Regions from separate parts of the Mus musculus genome. Here region 2 is linked to region 1. Evidence: chromatin contacts called from public HiChIP or PLAC-seq data. All regions are on one chromosome and are shown on one strand. Each heading gives the region's core, a stretch centred on a gene start, on an enhancer-like site or on the middle of the called end of the contact. The rest is flanking DNA. Distances are from core to core; before and after follow the strand shown. Region 1 holds the start of Itgb2l (integrin beta 2-like). Region 2 overlaps Dscam (DS cell adhesion molecule).

Region 1 (3,552 bases), core at 315-2,814:
TGATTTATAGAAGATAGATGACAGATACAGATGATAGATAGATAGATAGATAGATAGATAGATAGATAGATAGATAGATAGATGATTGATTGATAGGTGATTGATAGAAGATAGATTGATAGATTAATAGATGATAGATAAAGATAGATAGATAGATAGATAGATAGATAGATAGATAGATAGATAGATAGATATAAATAGGTCAGTGATTGATAGGTAGATAGATGATAAATAGGTGATTGACTGTGGTAGATGGTTAATTGATAGATAGATAGATAGATAGATGCTTGATAGATAATTGATTAAAAATAGACAGATACAGATGATAGATAGATAGATAGATAGATAGATAGATAGATAGATAGATAGGCAGGCAGGCAGACAGATGATAGGACTGGCAGGCCGGCAGCAGACTTGAAGGAAGACAGCTTAATTTTTGTGTCCTTGTTTTAGATTTTAAATTCTCTGTGAAAAAGAACACGTGCTCAACAACAAAGCAATGTGTTAGCATAAGAACTCCAGAATTTTATCAGGATTTGGACCTTGGCCCATCATTTCATAAAGCAGGGGAAAGAAATTAAAAGTTTGGAAAGAACATAATAAAGTTACTGTTTATGGTGTTTATAAGAATCAAAGCTCCAAGGACTCAGGCTAAGCTGAGTCATTTATAAACCTGGACAGAAGACAGAAGACACATAAATCCTGTAAGCACATATTTTTATAAAATACAAAGTGTGATCATTTTTATAACTACAAAGAAATGGACTCCTTTGGGTCTGATCATCGGTTTTAATTTTAGGGATCTCTTAAACACTGTGTTTATTAACTCTTTGGGACTAAGAGTTTTCAGTAGCGAAAAATGTAATGATGTTTGAAAGTGTAGTCCAGGGCATCATACAGTCTGTGTGGTGTCAGCCAAGGCTTTCAAGAGGAAAAGAATCAATGGGATGCGTCTATGCAATAAAAGGAAATTCATTAGACGGATTCACACAGTAGGCCTCAATGGCTGTCTACACACTGATAGCTGCTCAGTCCATGAGGCTAGCTGCTCAGCAGTTCTAACTGGGCCTGAAGCCCTGCAGGAATCCTGGGGGGTTGCTGATCTTTCATCTACATCAGAAGGCCAAAGAAACTGCAGTCTGCTCTCAGACTGGAGGGTGGAGATGGGAAGAGAGAAGGGAACCAGCTGAGCTGTGCTGTCTTCATGGGTTGATACTCTCTGCCTGATGCTCAGACCGTCCCCGTCTGGAGCAGGGATCTTCCAGAGCCAGCCCCTGCTCACTGAGCTCTGGATCGATCCCTACCCATCCTTGACATGTTGGGGAATTCTCCCATGTCTCCAGAGAGTGCTGTCCCAAGCAGCTGCCCTTCTGCCCTCTGGTCTATGAGAATGCTTCATCACTGTAAAGTCCCACTCCTACCTTGTAGCCGCTGAGAGCAACTGTGCTGCAGAGGGCTGAGGTAACTGAGGCTCCATGAGTAGAGCAACCAGCCACAGGTCACTCCACTTCCTCCCAGGAGCTGACAGAAGAGGAAGCACCAGACTCATAAGGTGTGTCTGCCACAAGCGTCCAGAGAGCTATAAGGAGCTGAAGAATCTCCAGCCTCTCTGAGCCAAGGCCTCCAGGGAGCAAAGTGGTGAGTGGGGGCCCTGTGTCCCTGTGACTCTTAAGAGGACATCTCAGTGTTAGTCTTTCCCAAGCAGCAGGAAAAAGGGTCTATCTGACCCCACTCATGGAGTGGATCCTGTGGCCTCTTCATAACCCTAGTCCATGGTGTCTGGAAGAAAACTAATTGACAGCTATGTGTACTGATACCCATCAAGTAGAGGCACCATGAAACCTTCAGGCAGAACCCTGGAGTGTGATAGGAACACCCATGGCTGGGGACATGGGGTCATACCCATGGCTGGGGACATGGGGTCACACCCATGGCTGGGGACATGGGGTCAGGCTGGCATAGAGTAGGCACAGATGCACAGGCCTACAGCTTTGGGTTTACTATCTCATACACTATCTGGGCCTCCAGAGACTTGGTGGCTGCAAGACCCAGCAGAGATGGGGAGAACCCTCTTGGGGGAGGGCTTCCAAGCCCCAGGCTGGAGATGGAGGATTCAGATGTGACTGGGAAAATTCCTAGGGACATGTGCAGGCGTGAGCTATGTCTGCCTCTTCCTGCTCAGCTAATGTCCATCTCTCTTTACACCTCTCTCTCCAATGAATTTTCTTCCAGACTTAGGTGGGGAACTGTATCTAAGTGATAAGCATGTCTGTTTGTGCATGTGTGCACGTGTGCTATGTACATGTGTACATGTGAAGTGAGCAGCTTGCATGCACATGCCTTGTCTATGTGCATGTACAATTATGTCTGTGTAGTATATATATATGTGTGTGTGTGTGTGTGTGATATGTGTGACATGCATGTACATGCTCATGTGTATGCATTACACATATGTGTTTGTGTGGTGTGTGTATACATGTCTGTAGTCTGTACATAGAGAATATATATGTGAAGTAAGCATGTGTGTCCAGCATGTGCCTTTCCTGGGGTATTATCACGTGACTCCCCCGGTGCTCAGGTTTTAAAAGGTCTGTCCTGGTAGATGTCATGCTAAGTAAGCATTATGTTTAAGGGAACAATGTTGGTGTGGGATTCTGGTCCAGATGGGGCTAGCCTCCCCACCATGGTCAGCTTATAAGAGCTGTTCTCAAGGTATCTGGCAGGCAAAAGGAAAGCTGAAATCATGCCTCTGGTTCCTGGGCTCTTCTGGGATCTTATAGGATCTCAACTCTGTAGCCTACCTCCTGCCCCCATCACCACCCCAGAGATTGGCTCATCCCTACTGTAGGACTGGGTCCCTATACTGCTGTCCTTCCAGAAGTGGGAAGACAGCACACACAGCCTCTGCCTCTGATAGCACCCGAGGCAACAGCCACGACAGGAGGGGACTGGCGTGAACTATGAGGGAAACATAGAAGCCATAGCACCACCCACCTCCCTGCAACAGAGACTCCACACTTGTGACATGGAGGCCCACGCCAGACTGTGAGCCATGAGTGGAAAGAAGAGCTGCTGAGAGACTCTGGGACACTGTCATCAGGCCAACTCCCAGAAAGGATGTAATGCAAACTGAAGCTGCATGGGAAAGGGTGGCCTGCTGCCAGGATGGACACAGTGGTCATGGGGGCCCTGTTTCTACTGGACCAGTGACCAATTCCCCAGGTTGTTCCTGACCCCAGTGGGCCTTCCGTAGTCCCAACCCTGCTCATAACTTGGTACCACAGGCCTTATTATTTCAGATGTGGACATGGGGCCAGAGGGCAGGTCTCTAGGATGCTCAGATCTAGCCAGTAGGAGATACAGAGACCTCCATGCCTAAATACTGCTGTTATAAAAGCTTCAAGGATGGGTTTTTGTTGTTGGTGGTGGTGGTGGTGGTGGTGGTGGTAGTTTGGTTTTGGTTTGGGTTTGGTTTTTGGTTTTGATTTTTTTTTTTTTTTTTTTTTTTTGTCCAAGCCCCAGGCAGGACTCTCTTTGTACTCTAGAGTCTGA
Region 2 (3,552 bases), core at 384-2,883, 180 kb before region 1:
ATACACAGACAGTCATATATGCACAAACACTTATACGCACGCACACATACAAACTTATGCACACACTCATGCATATGCATGAATACACACTCATAGATACAAAACCACACTCAGATACTCAAACACATATACTTGTACACACACACTCATAGACACAGATATACACTTATACATAGGCACATTCATACATGCTTACACACATTCATACACATGCAATCATACACACAGATACACACTCATATACACAGACACACACATACCCACTAATAGATACAGACACACATTTATATACACACTCATATAAGAAATTGAAGAATCATAGTGGTAACAAACTCACAGGATGACACAGGAAGACAGTGTCTTATAAAGTTCCCTCCACTTTCCCTGCCACTGCTGTTTTAATCAAACAGTGGCAAAACGTCGAATGGCTAGTCAGAGGTCATATTTTGATAGCTAACACATTCAGCTGAGTCCTGTGCTATGTAATCTTATATTGTCATTTTGCTTCCACATTTAAAAACATTTAGAGTCCTGTAGGTTGCAAATAGGTTTCTACTAATTACATTGTTTAACGTTTTCCTGTGACTATAATGACCAATGGTAATAGGTTTTGAGGATCATCCTTTGTATGTTAAACAATAGAAAACCCAAGCATGGCCATAAATATTAATATCATGAAACACCTTAGTTGGATCTTAGCCCTTTAGACCAGGAAGGTTATCAACCACGGCAAAGTCTTTGGGACTAAGGTTACTAAGTTTATAGCCTGTCACACAAGATAACATGACACATTTAATACTTATTGAGTACCTCCTCTGGCCACCTGCTGTTCTGGGGACTCGTAAGGACCAGAGCAGATGCGTCTATCCCTGTGGAGATGTGATTCCAGTGGGAGAGACAGATAATGAATAAGATAAGCCAATTACATATGTTTAATTGACTTGATTAAACATATGCTAGAGACGGTGCCAAGAAAACTAAATTAAGTAGAGAATGGGGCTAGGACAGGAGGTATTCCCCCGCAGGGCCAACCTGGCCTACTGAAAAGATGGTTGCTAAGCAGGCATCACAAGGACATTGCAGGGGGGCAGGGCAGGGGATCAGCTCTCTCCAAAGGGAACAGGAAGTACAGACAGGGGCCTCACTGGCAAGGGTCTGGGTCTCAAGGTTCACTGAGCCATTTGCTTGCCTTTCCACTGTGGGGCCTGGCATCATCTTCTCTGAAGATATGGGACTCTCCCTCTAGCCCTCACTTCCTCACTGTCCTTGTCACACAGTGTCATTGTCCCATGCCAGCAGAGTCTTCACAGCGGTTACTTAGCTTGTTTCCTATGTCCCTGAGACAGGGATCCTTCATTGTCAGTTGAGTGTAACCTGTTCCTGGTGCTCAGAGCCTGTCAGACCAGCTGCTTCCTCATAACTATTCTTAAGGTGAAGGAACCATTCCGGTTTCTATTTTTGGCACAAGGACATTCTTGAGTCCTCCATGGCTTCTGAACGGGTCTGTTGGATATTCACAGGATAGAGGCTGCCCGTGTGTTTCTGTGGAAAGTCAGAGGGTAGAAGCATATGGCAGCAGCACATCATCCCCCAGGGACCTCAACTGCCACTGTGTGAATTTCTGCACTGGTTCCCTTTCTTCTTCTTCTTCTTTTTTAACCATGAGTGCAATAGGAAGTGAAATAATTTGCAAGTGTATAGAGACCATGCGGGGGGGGGGGGGGGAACAGGCCAAAAGGGTTGAATGTGGGCTGCTCATAATTAGCATGATTGGGGTATATGTCCCAGTTACGAGTCTGTAGAGCAAGAAATGTGGTTGGAGATGAAGCACCCGGAGGAGCAGTGAACCTTCGGAATATAGCTTTGCTTGTGGGGTGCTTTGTTTACATTCGCAGGAAGAGAGGTGTCATAAAATATCCAGTTGTAACCTGGGCTTCCACAGGCAGCATACAGGGCTTTCTCAAATGGACATGGTGTTTGGATGAGTTCCATCAGCCACTTGGTTTAAGAGTAGGTGAGAAAGAGCTAAGGAGACAGAGGTCTTGGAGAGAAAAGCACTTTAAGTGCACCATGTAGACCTTGCTCTCCCTTGAACATAAGGAACAAATGGGACCAGGGAGATGGATCAGTGGTAAAGAGCCTGCCATACAAGTACTGGAACCAAAGTTCAAATCCCAAGCACCCATATAAAAAGTCAGGTGTACCTACCTGGGTCAGAGTCACTGGATACCTGCTGGGTAACTAGCCTAGCCTAGACAGGTAGCACTGGCTTCAACCAGACACTATCTCAAAAAATATAAGTTAAGGAGATATTGAGGAAAGACACCCAATGTTAACTCCACACACACACAGGCACAAGCATGATGGACAGACAGACACTAGAAGAGAGGGAAGGAAGAAGGAAGGAAGTAAAGTCAGGGAACCATCAGGTGAACCTGATTCTCGAAATCACCCTGAGAGATTTTGAAGATTCTGCCCCTGGACTTAGGCCTACCATAGACAGCTTCACTGAAGGATCCCAATGCCTTCCATTTGCAAGGGGGTGCTTCGGAAAACATTTTAACATCTAGCACATCTGTATGAAAGACTGAACCACCCCTAAGTGGATTGCTAATTAAGGCCTCTGTCGGCTGTTCAGCATGAAGGTTTAGCTCGGAGCTGTGATTACGCCAGGCAGATCTACCACCTACTTCCTCCATTACTTGAGAATTCACTCTCAGAGTAATTTTCTGGTACACAAATTTTGAGATAAAATTATTTTAGTGACTGAGTTTTTTTCTCTCTATTTCAAAATAGTGCTCAGCTAGGAAAATCAAAGTGATGTTGGAGATGCTAACAAGGCTATGGCTTGTCAGTAGAAGAAAAACAAAAGGATACCAGATATCAATAAAGATCTGTTAGTGAAGCCACCATCCAGTGCCCAGCTGTTCACAGGCTTCCTCCCCTGCTATCCTCACTATAGATAGATGATAGATAGATAGATAGATAGATAGATAGATAGATAGATAGATAGTCAGATGATAGATGGGTAGGTAGATGATAGGTAGGTAAATAAATGGATAGATAGACAAACAGATAGGCATATGATAGATGATAGATAGATAGATAGATAGATAGATAGATAGATAGATAGTCAGGTGAAAGATGGATAGATAGATAGATAGATAGATAGATAGATAGATAGATAGATAGAGATATATAATGTATAACTATATATTTCATTGTCTGAATGTCCCTTTTTAAGGTCATTCTCACCCTTACCCAAGAAATGGTAGCTTTCTCAAGACTGATCATTATTGATCCCACCTATTATAAGTGTATATATGTTCTGAATCTCCTTTGTCTACTGAAATTTAAACTTAATACAAATCTCTTGACTGAAGGAAAGGCATTTTCTGTCATGTACATTGCCCTTTTATCTCTTCAAGATGCTTTTGTAATTAAACAACAGACCAGGTTGATAAGAGAGTGATGTGCCTTTGTGACATCACGTTGAACTGGGTTGGCCTAACACATGCTCTCTTTTATTCTCAGCAAAAACACACGGACTTC

Evidence for each region. HiChIP or PLAC-seq counts read pairs in DNA pulled down with a chosen protein or histone mark.
Region 2: an H3K4me3 HiChIP or PLAC-seq map of the 230-238 cell line shows a contact between it and region 1, with 12 read pairs. The contact joins the enhancer-like site here to the promoter of Itgb2l in region 1. A contact is called at or near these places in 2 of 39 promoter capture datasets (the C10 cell line and embryonic stem cells), 2 of 115 datasets of contacts at active chromatin or transcription factors (the 230-238 cell line and large pre-B cells) and 4 of 9 other capture datasets (adipose tissue, embryonic stem cells, liver and 1 more).

Annotation. Positions count from the first base shown.
Region 1 is chr16:96,441,626-96,445,177 of GRCm38.p6, reverse strand. It overlaps Itgb2l (integrin beta 2-like), which reads left to right and starts at 1,564. Exons shown (of 16, transcript NM_008405.3): 1 at 1,564-1,638. All of the region lies in intron 2 of Gm32358 (a long non-coding RNA gene), which reads right to left. It also overlaps a transcript of Igsf5 not described here.
Region 2 is chr16:96,622,807-96,626,358 of GRCm38.p6, reverse strand. It overlaps Dscam (DS cell adhesion molecule), which reads left to right. Exons shown (of 33, transcript NM_031174.4): 29 at 3,535-3,552. Among named protein-coding and RNA genes, the nearest start is that of Gm32509, 94 kb to the left of the region's middle. Within about 2 kb of position 1,633, at least 68 of the 459 cell types and tissues checked have an H3K27ac peak or open chromatin away from gene starts, as enhancers often do. A contact at or near this core is called in the 230-238 cell line, where this site is marked.